2 separate regions of the Mus musculus genome follow, and region 1 is linked to region 2. A link is a contact called in public HiChIP or PLAC-seq data. All regions are on one chromosome and are shown on one strand. Each heading gives the region's core, a stretch centred on a gene start, on an enhancer-like site or on the middle of the called end of the contact. The rest is flanking DNA. Distances are from core to core; before and after follow the strand shown. Region 1 overlaps Cdc14a (CDC14 cell division cycle 14A). Region 2 overlaps Gm31651 (a long non-coding RNA gene).

The links. HiChIP or PLAC-seq counts read pairs in DNA pulled down with a chosen protein or histone mark.
Region 1: a contact with region 2 is called in an H3K27ac HiChIP or PLAC-seq map of extraembryonic endoderm stem cells. The contact joins two enhancer-like sites. A contact is called at or near these places in 3 of 484 Hi-C or Micro-C datasets (the C3H10T1/2 cell line, cortical neurons and liver) and 1 of 115 datasets of contacts at active chromatin or transcription factors (extraembryonic endoderm stem cells).

The regions. Positions count from the first base shown.
Region 1 is chr3:116,308,094-116,314,956 of GRCm38.p6, forward strand. It overlaps Cdc14a (CDC14 cell division cycle 14A), which reads right to left. Exons shown (of 16, transcript NM_001080818.2): 11 at 47-206. Among named protein-coding and RNA genes, the nearest start is that of Gm46839, 54 kb to the left of the region's middle. Within about 2 kb of position 1,303, at least 6 of the 459 cell types and tissues checked have an H3K27ac peak or open chromatin away from gene starts, as enhancers often do. A contact at or near this core is called in extraembryonic endoderm stem cells, where this site is marked.
Region 2 is chr3:116,201,881-116,208,940 of GRCm38.p6, forward strand. Gm31651 (a long non-coding RNA gene) reads left to right here. Exons shown (of 4, transcript XR_375977.2): 4 at 549-1,710. Among named protein-coding and RNA genes, the nearest start is that of Gm31651, 7.2 kb to the left of the region's middle. Within about 2 kb of position 2,246, at least 37 of the 459 cell types and tissues checked have an H3K27ac peak or open chromatin away from gene starts, as enhancers often do. A contact at or near this core is called in extraembryonic endoderm stem cells, where this site is marked.

The DNA of each region.
Region 1 (6,863 bases), core at 53-2,552, 110 kb after region 2:
AGAATGTTGGTGTTAGGGAGGTAGATGCCTCCGGGGGAAAACTCACCTCTCCAATCCTTTCTGTGCTTTGTAATTTGGATAAATTTGCACCAATAGACATATCATCCAGGGTAGAAATAATTTTTGTAATACTTCCCTCACTGGATGGTCTATTTTTTAGTTTGGATCTAAAAATGTCTCCTTGGACCCACAATGATGCTTGTTTTCTGGAAAGAGAGAGAGGATAAAATATTTAAGATAAACAATGGTCATCTTCCCAATGCTATGATATCTTAACAAGAAAGATATTAACAAAATATTTAACAACTAGACTAGAAAGGGGAAATATACCATTACATTTCTAAGTAAACTAAATATTTCTAAATAGATGAGTTTTTTTTTTAAATATGAACAATAGCTCAGAAATCCATCCACACCAGTTCACTAACAAGTCAGGCTCTATCTGTCTTCTATCTTAGAAGCTAACCCTCAAATCGTACTTTTGAAGCCTAGGATATATAAGCCAATGCTGTTAGGATAGCATAGAGTCACAGTTGATCTTCTATACCAGCTGTGAAAACAGGGATTTAAAACAACCTTCGTATTTCTTTCCTTTGTGCAAATGTTTAGAAAAGCGTAGCCTAGGCTCTTAAATGTTGGTATCTTCAAAGCATCCTGCCCTCACTCGTGTATCTTCCCAGCCTTCTACTTCAGGCCGACATGGATCAGAACCCTTATCTGATGCTTGACTCTTATGGGTTTCCAGCAGTAGTAAGAAATAGCAGAGTCCTTGACAGGGAATGTATAGGTCTGGAGACGGCTGATGAATTCATACAGGAAGAAGACCCAGGAACTGTTGCTCTCAGGGAAAGGTTCTGCCTTGTCACGCATTCAGACAAATTCTTCAAATACATGAAACACACAGACAGGAGGATTTAAGAATAAAGACCGAGCTGGACGGCATTGGCCCAAGCCTTGAACACCAGGAGGCAGAGGAAGTTGGAGCTCTGTGAGTTCAAGGCCAGCCTGATCTACAGAGCAAGTTCCAGGACAGCTAGGGCTGCACAGAGAAAAACTGTCTTGAAAAACTTAAAATGGATGGATGGATAGATAGATAGATAGATAGATAGATAGATAGATAGATAGCAGAATCCTTGTCCCTTAAGAAATTCCTACTTTAATAAGGGAGAAGTGAACAGCTGAGATCCAGCACGTTGAGGCCCTGTGACCGAGGCTCAGACAAGATCCAAGGCAAAGGGGCCCAGCCCTATCTAAAGAAATCAGACATTCCCTATGAGCTCAGAAGCCAAGTGTCTGTGTGCACATGCATCCACTCACATGTATGCACATACACACCTTTCTCTTTCTTCTCTGTTTCTCTCTCTCTGTGTGTCTCTCTGCTTATCTCTCTCCTCTCCCTCTCCCTCCCTCCCTCTCTCTCTCTCCCTCTTCCTCTCTCTTTTTCTCTCCTCTTCTCTCTCCCTCCCCCATAAGAAAGGAAGTCTTCCATTAAATACAATGTCATGTTACAAGGCAGCGGTTGCATGTCCCACCTTCTAAAGGTCATGTATGCTGGTGATGGCCAGCCTATACATCCAGGTTTGTAAAGTGCACCAGACGCCAGAATTGCCTACAGATACATTTCTCAGCATGCATTCCTGTCCTTAAACAATGCTGGGCCCTATCTGGAAAGATAAAGCAGGACTCATCCAGCCGAGATCATACCTCACCTCACCCCACTCCACCCCCAAACAAGCACAAGCTAAGGAAACTGCATACAGAACACAGCACTGGCTAATTCGGCTGAGCTTGGGGAAACGTCCTTTCTGATGATGGATCTCAGGTGCCGTGCTAAGATATTTAAATGTGATGCCCCAAATGCAGACATTGTGGTAGCGTCTTTAGGGATTTAAGAGAAAACAAAATGAAGTGGGAACAAAGGCTAAAGGAACTAAAGTGAAAAGGAATGTCAAATTCAACCATAGGTTATGAGCTGAAGAGCCGGCGCGTGCTGACAGCCCTAGGGTGAAAATTGCCAAGTGACAACTTCCACTTGCTTGGTTTCAAAGACTCAACCTGCCCCGTCTCTGGAAAGACTTGATCTAAACCTGAATATTAAAGATGAATAAGGTGTCAGAGCTGAAGCAAGTGTTGCTAAGCAATGATGTACGCAACTGCTTCTTGAGCAAAAGGAAGCGGCCTTTCACATAGAGAGATACCTAGCCACAGACGACATTCATCGCAGCAGCTTCTGTAGCACTGTCTGTCTCGCCTTAAAAGCCTCCTCTCAAACAAAAGAAGTAAAATGTGTCTTCTAAAGCATTTAACGTTGAAAACTTGGTTCTTGTAAAGCTAACACATCTATTGAAAGCCAATCTTCCAACATTATAGCACATTTTCCAAGAGCAAGAAATGGCTGGCCCTTCACTAAAAGATGCCGTGCTTGGGAGCAGCAACAGGAAGAGACTTGTCTCCATCTGGATGCAGCCTTTTGGGAGACGTGGCCAGGGTTGGGGTGATTGTGTGGGGCCACATCCTAGCCCAAATTAGTCAGATTTCAGCTAGACCTATGTGCCATATAAAAAATAACTAAGTAATTTGGCTTTAATATGAGCCAATGTGTAGTTAGTTTGGATGTTTCTTTGTAAATATCTGCTTTTAGTACAACTCAAGTCAGATGCGCCATTCTAAATATCTGTGGTTTTGCGTGCGGGAGACACTGTGCAGTTGCTTCTATGTGAGGCTCACTTGTTCTCCCTCAGCTCCTTAAAGGGAGCTATCACTGCATTACAGGATACTGTCTCTTCATTGTTATCTTCAGGCTTTCCACCCAAGACACTGCTTGCCAGGATGAACCAACCTTGACCCCAGTGTTCATCAAAAGCCATCATTTGGTCATTTGATATAGAAACTGAACCCATTTTCTCCTAAGCGTGTACATGTATATGGTATGGTAGGGTGTGGTATGGCATGTGTGTGTGTGTATGTGTGTGTGTGTGTGTTGTGCGTACATGTGTTATATGTTGTATATGTGTATGTGCACATGTATTTGTGTATATGAGTGTGTGTATGCATTTGTTTGTGTGCATGTGTTGTGTGTACATGTTTGTACATGTGTGTTGTGTGTATACATGGGCATGTGTGTGTGCCCATGTGAGCATGTGGAGACCTGAAGTTGTGATCAGAAGGCTTCTTCAGTCACCCTCCACTTTACATGCTAAGGCAGTTTCTTGGATGAGCCCAGAGCTCACAGACAAGCTAATCTTGTTAGCCGTCTTGCCTCGGGGGACTGATACCCTGCCTCTGCCTCCCAGATATAAAGATTACAGACAGGCCAAAGGGTCTATCAGGCTCTTACATGGGTTCTGAGGACCTAACCTCTGGTTGTCATGGCCACATGGCAAGTGCTTTATATCCTGAACCATCTCCCCAGCTGCCTAACCCATTTTATAGTTTGGTCTAGCAATGACCAGAGGACCAATCTTCTCTGTGTACTTCCTACTCATGTCTCAGAGCTATGACAGACACACGGGTAACTCCTAGCTTAGGGCACTCACTAGTGAAACACTTGAACAATATCAAAATGGCAGATACCAAGAGGCAGAGAGTGTGAGAAAAGGTATTCAGAAAGTCACACATAATGGGAGACCACGTGGAAGATTGTGTAGGATTTCTGATGGTATACGGGAAGGCTTTTAATCCTGAAGTGCACAAGGAAATTACTAGAAGGGGAAAATCATTTAAAAGACTCAGGTAGATAAATCTACTTTTAGGTACAGAATTTCTATGATCAGCTTTTAGACCATCTGTGTGTCTGGCCAAAATGTACACTTTATAATCTAGCACAATACTCTTTCAACTCTTTCCATATCTGGCCATTTGAGGACACAGAGCATTGTATGACTGCATAAAAGACCAGCATGCATTGCAGGTGGAGATGTAGTGTGGAGCAGCTGTTGCGGAAAAAGAACTTGGCAGTGCCTCCAAAAGCTACACAGAGAATTCCACATCATCTAACGGCACTAAAAGAACTGAACACAGACCCTCACTGCTCACCGTATCCCAAAGTGGGGAACAACTCAAGTGCCCATTAACAAGTTAATGCATAAACAAACTACAGAGGAATAGTATTCAGGAATTAAAGGGAATCAAGGGACTGGCGGTATAGCTACATTATAGAGGGCTTGCCTTACATGCAAAAGACCTGAGTTCAATCCCTTCAATACAAAAAGAAAACAAAGGAAGGGTATCAAGACTGAGCTACACATTTGACATGTATATTTGACTATTATGATGTGGGTGAACATGAAAATACTCAAAGTAAAATAAGTCAGACATGATATGAGATACCTAAGACTATGAATATTTGGTATACTTGAGGACACCAGGAACTAGGAGAAGGGGTCAGTGGAGGTTTTATGTTTAATAGGTATGAACTTTTTATCTGAATGATTAAAAAATATTCCACAAAGAGTGGGGAGGGCTACAGAACATTGTGAATATATTTAAGATTAACAAACTGTACATCTAAACAAATTTTAATTTTATAACTTATTACAAAAAAATCCAAACTTTGATCTAATGTAATTGATACAAGTATTTCAAGGTAAGTTTCTTATTCGAATTATTAATTACTGTTAACATTTGAACCCACATTAGGATCTTTTTCCTTAGTAACTTTTTAATGTCAAATGATGAAATTGAAAGGTTCAAGAGTAAATATTAAAAAGAAAATCATCAATTTATGCAACTAAAAAAAATGTGACTTTTACCAAATAATGTAAACTAAAAACTTAAAGCAAAAATGCCTGCTATTTTTAATAGACAAACCATGATATCATCTAGTGCTGAACTATAATTTTTTAATAATACTAAAGACTTTAAGTTCTTATATTTCAGGAAAGACTAAGTACTAGATGTTTAAATGTGTTATTGAAACAGTTAAGCTGTATCCCTTGGCCTACTGCTGGACGTGCAAGATCACACAAAGAGCCAGTAGTTATGAAGTTATGGCCTACTGCTGAACGTGCAAGATCATACAAAGAGCCAGTAGTTATGAAGTTATGGCCTACTGCTGGACGTGCAAGATCACACAAAGAGCCAGTAGTTATGAAGTTATGGCCTACTGCTGAACGTGCAAGATCACACAAAGAACCAGTAGCTTTGAAGCCTGGAGAACCCGCTAGCTACTGTGTAGTCAGGTGAAGATGTACTCGAACCTCTGATGCTCCTGCCTCTCTTCCCAGTGCTGGGATTCCAGGTGTGTGCCACCACACAGTTCAACTGGAAGTCCCAGGCTTCTTAGCAAGGACTCTAAATAACAGAATTCTAAGCCTCAACCCAAGCCATGTATTTATGTGGCTGGGTATACTGTACACATGGAGGAGTGGAAACCAGAGAACAACTTCATGTATCTTTTTGCATCTCAATCCACCTTCTTTAGGGGAAGACAGAATCTATTATGGGAGTTGAAGCTAATCAGTTGTCAAGCCTTGGCCGATTCTCCTACCTCTTCTCTCCAGCTCTGAGATTAAAGGTGAAAGCCAAGCTGGGCATGGTGGCGCACGTCTTTAATCCCAGCACTCGGGAGGCAGAGGCAGGTGGATTTCTGAGTTTGAGGCCAGCCTGGTCTACAGAGTGAGTTCCAGGACAGCCAGGGTGATACAGAGAAACCCTGTCTAGAAAAAAAAAAAAAAAAAAAGAAAGAAAAAAAAAAGTGAAAGCCACCTTGCTTAACTTTTTATGTGGGTGTTGGAGAATGGTTAAACTATTAGTTTCTGATCCAGCACAACCCAACTGTGAAATTAATTCACCAAGTTTTCTAAGCACTTATGAAAGATGTGGTATAACTTGCCAACTTGTGGTATGTGGTGGTTTGAGAATGGCCCCCCGTCGGCTCATAATAGACTTGAATGTTTGGTCACCAGGGAATGGCACTGTTTGAAGAGTGTCATTGGAGGTGCACTTTGAGGTTTTCAAAAGCCCCAGGCAGGCCCAGTGTCACTCTCTCTTCCAGCTGCCTGCAGATCCTGTTGTAGAACTCTCAGCTCCTTTTCCAGCACTGTCTCCCTGCCCGCCACCATACTCCCTTCCATAACGATAACGTACCAAATCTCCGAAACTATATGCAAGCACCAATTAAATGCTTTCCCTTATTTGAGTTGCTGTGGTCATGGTGTCTCTTCCCAGCAACAAAACACTAAGACATGGCAGAATTGAGTAAAAGTGAGCTGAAGCCCCTTTTTAACTGAATGTGGGGTAAGACCCTACTTCATGGCACACCAGGGCATTGTGCTACAAATGTAGTCTTACAAGTGCCACCCCAGATCCGCTCAATCAGGATGGGTCTTTGGCAAATGATATCACTGTGACGTCACTGGAGCCCTGAAGAGGAAGTTTGCAAATAACTGAAAATGCAGAAACGGATCTAACGGATGACAGCGTACAACTAATATCTACAGCGAATTTGGGAATCCGTGGGTTTAAGACTGAAAAGGGTTGGGGTGGAGCTGGGAGGGCACTGGAGATGGATGGCTCAACAGTTAAGAGCATTGGCTACCCTTTGAGAGTACCCAGGTTTGGTTCTGACAAGCCACCTGTGATTCCAATTCCAAAGGACCTGACATCTTCTGGCCTCCACAGGCACCTGCATGCACACAGTGCACAGACAGAAAGGCAGGCACACATATATACTCATACAATAAATTCTTAAAAAAAAAAAAAAACTGAAAAGGGTTCCAGACACAAAATTGTTACTTTCTGAAGATAGTTCAAAATAGATGGAGCTCCTGGTAGGGTGTGGTTTTCAGTTCGGTGTGGGTTCTCTGGAGAAAGTTCGAGCAGAGTGGGGCAGTCTCACAGACACAGCCTGACTCCACATGTCC
Region 2 (7,060 bases), core at 996-3,495:
GAGACTTTATACTAGGAAGAGACAGCTTTCATGAAGGGGACATCCAGTCCAGGTGATCAGCAAGTGTCCTTAGATTAGCTCTATAAGGGAGGAAACAGTGTCGTGTTTGTTACAAGGGAACCTGCTAGATTATCATCTTAGGATCTTTTCAGTAGTTTAGAATGTCATGTCTCTACCCAGGGCCAGAAATGCAACTCACATCCTATTCTTTGGCCCTAAATCATACAACAGGCCATATTTTAAAGAATTTAAAAGCAGGAAAATCTATACAAATTTATTTCCTATGTTCCTTAATGGACTTTAACAAAGTCCAGCTCCCTCTGCCTTCCTCCACGTTGTATGCTATTTTAAATGTTAAGTAGCCGCAGCTCTTACACTGCCTCCATTTTTTTCACATGGCATTTCAGACTCTAATAAGAGGCAGCCATGATAGATTCCTCTTCACTAAAATGACTGTGTTACCAGGGAAACAGGAGACAAGGTCCAGAGTTAATGATGAGGGAGGGGTCCAACTTCAGTGACCTAAAAGCTCGCTCTTTTTTAACTAGCTACGTACCACGTGGACCTTCTTTTTTAACATAGTAAAGTGTGAAGGGGAGAGAAGAGATGTCTCTGAATAAAGAAGCAAACATCAAGGAGGCAAGCTGAACAATCTTCTAAAGAGGTGGAGACTGGTAGCCCCGGGGCTGAATCGCTCTGAGCTGGATAGGAAGGAGTGCGCCTACTCACTGGAACTCAGCTTCATTCTGAAGGAAAGCACAATCTCTCCCCTACACAGGTATCCAGTAGTCCTGGTGTGGCCCTGATTGGCAGGAGAGGTGTATGTGGGTGGGTACATTCTATTCAATTCAGGACGTTCACCCAGCATCCTGCACACAGGTAGCCAGAGTCTACACCCAAGAGTGAGGTAGGCCATTGCACAGCTCCAGAGCCACCATTTATAGGTGTACAGCTACTTTCGAGAGCCTCACAAATACCCTTCGAGTTGTATATGACCCCTAGCTTTATAGACTAACCCACTGAATTAGTAAACAGCTCAATGGGTAAAGGATGCTATATTCCTTTCTCACTGTATCAATTGCATTGTCTCGGTTTTGTTTCCTTCATCCTGAATTCATCTGCCTCCAGTCTCCTACTTAGCAGGAGCCATCTTAGCATGGAGGATGAGTCTCTCTGTGAGTAGCCCCCAGATTGTCCTGCTCGGTGTCATCTCTTGGGATTCCCACTTCTGTTCTGGGGCCCAGCCATATCATCAAATTCACAGTGTCATTTCTCCTGGTGTAGATGTGCACACATTGTTCCTATAACCATAAATAGTGGTCAAGTATTTTGTGGATACTCCTTTATTGGAATTTGTCTCGTGGTTTTTTTTTTATCATCATCACCACCACACTGATCAATGAATTGCCATACTGTTCATCTAAAGTTGAGGATAAATTATACTAACATGTTTTATCAAAATTAATAGAGATCTGGCTGAAGTAGCATTTGCATCTTCTCTACTGTCAGACCACCATCTCTCCTCTCTGTCCTCCCTACTGTGTTCTTTGGAAGGACAGCATCATCATAGTTCATAACCAATAGATAGAGTGTATGTCCCGCCTCCTTAAAAGGGGACATCTATTCAAGTTATTAAAATCAAAATTTGAAAGCATTTATGTCCTCTTAAAAACCAGTTTTCGCCAGGCGTGGTGGCGCATGCCTTTAGTCCCAGCATTCGGGAAGCAGAGGCAGGTGGATTTCTGAGTTCGAGGCCAGCCTGGTCTACAGAGTGAGTTCCAGGACAGCCAGGGCTACACAGAGAAACCCTGTCTTGAAAAAACAAACAAACAAACAAAAAACAAACAAAAAAACCCAAAAAACCCAGTTTCACTCACAGTAGACCTCTTTGACTTCCTTAGTCAATAAAACTAGTGTCAAAAAAGAAAGTATTTCATTCTGTTTTTACATTTCTTTGGGAGAACTTACCTTACATCTGAATTTTTCTGTTATATTTTAAACATGCAGTTGGTAGTCTTTCTCTACTATCTACAGAAAATAAGGAATGTCTGTTTTGTGTAAGGATGAACATAGCCTTGAAAGATTAGTAAGCACTGAACACTGGTGTGGTCATGCAAGACCATGTGCGTTACATGTCTGCCTAGGAAAGGTATAAAAGAAGTTTGATCTGATCATATGAGGACAGTTCACCTTCAAGGGTGTGTTCTTCAACTCCCTCAGGCCCCATTCCAGCAGGAGTTAATGTTTGATAGTCACAATCCAAGCAAGGACAATGGCTTTTCTCTACAGTGCCTTCAACGTCTGTCCTTTAGTTAATATAAACACAGAGTTTGGCTTTGCCTAGCACTGATTCAGCAAGACTTTAGATTAACCATCGTTTGATTAAAAAAAAAATACTGTGTTTATAAAGTCTATGTGTTGTAAAAAACAGAGCAGCCTACTACAAACAAAAGAAAGTGTCCCACCCACTGAAATCAGTCGGGCAAGAATGCAGCCAGCCTCATCCAGCTGATAACAAGCTTGGTCTGGTGGTTTCACTGCATTCTGGGGACCTCTTTCCCAGGTTTATTTGGGTATGGGTACAGCTTCACCCAAGATCCTTTTAACTTAATAACAACCTGTTTTATCTTTAGTCATCCTTAACAACTAAACAGTTAAGTCATGGCTCAATGGCCTGAATTTGATCCTTGGAATTTCCCTAAAAATGTTTTCTCTGGAACAGAATTTCCCTGAGAGAAAAGGAAGAAAAGCAATGAATTCACACATTGTTTTTAACAATATCTGTATCGGTCAGGAAAAGGAGTGAATAAACCTAGGAGTTAAACTTATTTCAGAGTGAATGGTCTGGTACTTAGGGGCGTGGCATGGCAGACAGAGTAAGTGACATCAGAGCTTCCTTCTGTCCTGGTCATTTCACCCGATTCAGAAGTGGCCGTCTACGTGGCATTTTATGGCCACAGATGATTTCCCACGTCTGCACAGATGATACCAAATGGCACCTCAAGGGACACGGGACATCTGGCATGTGGCACCAACAACAGCAGAGGTTCATGAGCAAGAAAACAGAGCAGACATGAAGAACCAAGATGGCTGAGCGTGGGAAAGGTGTGGAGAATTGGTTTTAGTTTTCGATAAAAGATGAGTCTAGAGTGTAAGTAGTTATACACACAAATTTATCGTAGTTATAAACACTATGGGTCACTGGTTAGCGCTGCATGAGGGGAATGCAAATACTCTTTGTTTTTCTCTTGCACTCAGCTGTACTCTGAGAGTTTTCCTAATTAATCTTTATTTAGTGGTGTAAGTCAGTACACTTCTCCCTCTCCTGTTGAATTTTCTTTCTCTTCCCACTCGATAAATGTAACATCGCCATTCTCTCTTTGCATCCAAGTGGAAGGAACTCAGACTCACTTGATACGGTGTCTGAGAGGTGCTGGGATTGACTGAAGGCCACAGGAAAAAAAGAAAAATTCCATTTTTTTTTCTAGAAGAATTTTTAAAGGCCCCTGAAGGTTTATATAACAATCTGGCAAGTCCCCAGGCTGTTCTATTTACAACATCTGTTATCATTGGTGGTCATAAACATTGCTTTTTTTTTTTCCCAAGCGAAAAGAGAAGTATGCAGTACTTGCTGATTAATTCACATATCTAAAAGCCTTGAACAGATAAAGTCTATCCAAGCCCCTTGGGAGGGATTGAGGGGAAACGTGTGCGTTTAGCAGGCAAATGTTCTCGTGTTCAGTGCTTGAGCACTTCTAGCTGAGAGGGTTTACAGTATCCTGTCTGATCATATGGGGAACCAATGAATGATGCTGTCAGTCACAGCAGAGGGGTGTGCTTGTCACACTTAGTTACTTCTCAAGGCCATCCTGGGGCCAAGGGCAGCTAGACAAGGTACGGCTATGAGTAGAGCGTTTGAGGGCGCAGGGAAAGAGACCCAGATCTGACTGGAACCAATTCTCAACTTTCCCAAGGGAAACTCCTTGAGTGTGGCAAGACGTTAAGCACATTGGTTCTAGTGCAGAACGCTGGCCCTTACTACTTGTAAGAACCTGTCAAAGAGCTGGTTGAAGCACATATCCCTAGACTCGTGTCCAAACATTTGGATTTAGTGAGTCTAGAGTGTGGTGAGGTTTGCTTTTCTAACAAGTTCCAGCTATTGATGAGCCAGCATGTGGATCAACGGCCAGACGGCCTGACCTCCGGCACTGTCTCCACCTCTTACCACAGTCATATGGGTCCCTCAGTCAGCTTCTCCCTGAAATGAGTTAGTGGCTTCCTATTTCAGAATGTTTTGGGGTAGGGTTAGTGAGGGAAGCCATGTAAGCAAGAGAACAAACCTGAAAGCAAGCTCAATACATAAATATTACGTTTGTGAAATACTTTAAATAGCACTCTATCTCACTCTCCAGAATGAAAACCAAAGCTCTGCTAGTCTGAGTAGCTGCCTGTTCATCCCTGAGGGAAGGAGCAGGGAAACAGAGAGAAATTTCTGGGCACCAGGGCCATCTCAGGGCACAAGGCTGAGATGTCCTGCAACCTTGTGCAGACGCTGAACACCCACACAGTCTGAAACTCACGACCTTCACGTAGGAAATGAATCTTTTTAAACAAGTGTGAGAAGCAGATATTGATGAAGTCCGTGCCTCACTTCTGCCAAAGGAAGAGAACACACTGTCCAGGGTCATCAAGATGGGAAGTTGAGGCCGTACTGAACCAGGGCTAGAGCCCTAACTGGGATGCTGGCATTACTCTCTCCCTGCAGGGGAGGAGGGGCTGATGACAGCACACGTACATAGCTCTCCGAGGAGGCCAAGAAGTGCAGTCACAGTCCCAAGCTTCCAACAGGATACTTGGGGTAGCCGAGTTACAGCCAAGATATGTCTGTGTCTGACTGCTGAGAAAGAGAAAAAATTTTAACTTTTGCTTTAATAAAATGCACAATCATGCATTTAAAAAAAAAAAAAAAACAAACCCTCTTTTGAGCCAATAGAACATGATATGGCTTTTGTTTACATTTCGGGAATTGGTTTGGTTTGGTTTGGTTTGGTTTGGTTTGGTTTGGTTTGGTTTGGTTTGGTTTGGTTTGGCTTGGTTTGGTTTGGTTTTTTCTGCAGAGCAGTTGAAAGGGTAATAACACTTAACCCTGCTTTAGCAGTACTTCGATATTGGAAATCAAGAGAAAGGGTGTTCTCCCTGCATCCTCAATAAGCCTGTGCTTTGAGAAACTGGAATACCAGGAGGAACACAGATTCTTGGAACACTGTATTCAAAGCAGATCTGGAAAAAAAATGTTTAAAACTGATGACATTCAAAAGATTCCAATAATACTTACATAATATCAAAACTTGCATTGAAATGTACCAAACTGACAGCTCCATAGACTTCCTATGCTTATTGTACTTCCGTGTGTATAGAGCCTAATAACAAGCTGATAGTGTCATAATTGCCTTGCACAGGTTTGCTGTTACCATTTAGAGTTATTATGATTATTAGGTCCTATGGTAAAATGGTAGCTGATTCAGAACTGAAACTTTCCTGACTATAAAATAAAAAATACTCCTTCAGATCGATTTTAAAAGGACCTGTCATTGAGGGGAAAGAGAAATATTCTGTCAACAAAAGTTTCACTAAATATGGAAAATGGGCTGTTTACAAAGAACCTAATTTGAGAGAGAGAAAGGAAAATTTCTGGACTGCGGCTTGGTGACCACCAGCCTAGCTCTAAGTTCAGGGAAAGTTCCTTTCTCAAAAGATGAAGCCAAGAATGAGAGCAGACCCTCAGCACACGCCCTCAGCCACCAGGCACATATATGCATGGGCCACACACAGAAACATACATAAAGAGACAATTTCACTGTATGGGAAAAAACCCACATAAGCATTGATTGATCCTGATGACACATGCTTGTAATCTTAGCATGAAGAATACTGAGGCAGGAGAATCATAAACTCCACACCAGCCTGGGCTACACAGCAAGATCCTGTCTCAACAAAATAAAAACAATACAAACAAACAAAAATATATCAGCCTGTAGCCAGGAAAGTGCATAGAAAACACTGTACCATCTGCATACCTGTACCATCAGATAAAAACTATACCCTGACCTCTCCTCCTCCTCCTCCTCCTCCTCCTCCTCCTCCTCCTATTCTTTCCACCCATTTCTTCCCCCTCTTCCCTTACCCCATCCTCCTCCCCACTCCTTCTTCTCTATATATTTCTGGTCCGCTCCAGCTTTGACTTCTGCCCATTGCCTGCTTTGGGCTCTGTGAGTCTAACAAAACCCTATTTTACCATGGGGCTTGGGTTGGCTCTGACCTTCTCAAGAACATCTATTTTCTGCTGTGCTTCAAAATTTACCACAGAGTCCCAATCCCAGCTCTCTCCACATTACATGATCTTATGAAATTTATTTTTCACCCCAACTGGCTCCTATGACTCTTCAACACCCCCAAATCTCATTCAGCTAACAAGTAGCAAGAATCAACCCCACCCCACCCCACCCCATTTGGGGGGGGGAGGGGCAATGGATGACACAAATGATGGCAGAACTATGGTTAAATATTTTGTTCAATCCTACCATTATGTTAGTTGTCTGACAGCGCTGGGAATTGAGCTCGGAGTCCTGAACTTCCTAACCAAGTGCTCTGCTGCTGCGCTGCACTGTAAGCCCTGGTTCAGTCCCACTGATGACAAATTGTAACTCCAAGTCAAGAGAAAAATGCCGGGAAGGGACAATGTTTCAAAACAAACTGCCAAGCGCAGATAGTCTCTGCTACATTTTAAACCTTGCCCTTTGTTCTTCTCTGGGACTTATCTTCTACTAGATCAGATTTATATTCAATTACATGTATAATATTTATATCCTATTATATTCTATTATGTATCTAGATCAAACTTATATTCTAAAGCACCATATTTCATCAATGGAGAACATCTAGACCTCTTCCCGGGCTCACTTTGTTGTAGAGGCAAATGCTTTGATTCTGTTGTTATGGCTTATTTATTGTATTTTGGTTTGTTTATCTGTTTGTTTGTTTGTTTGTTTGTTTGCTGAAG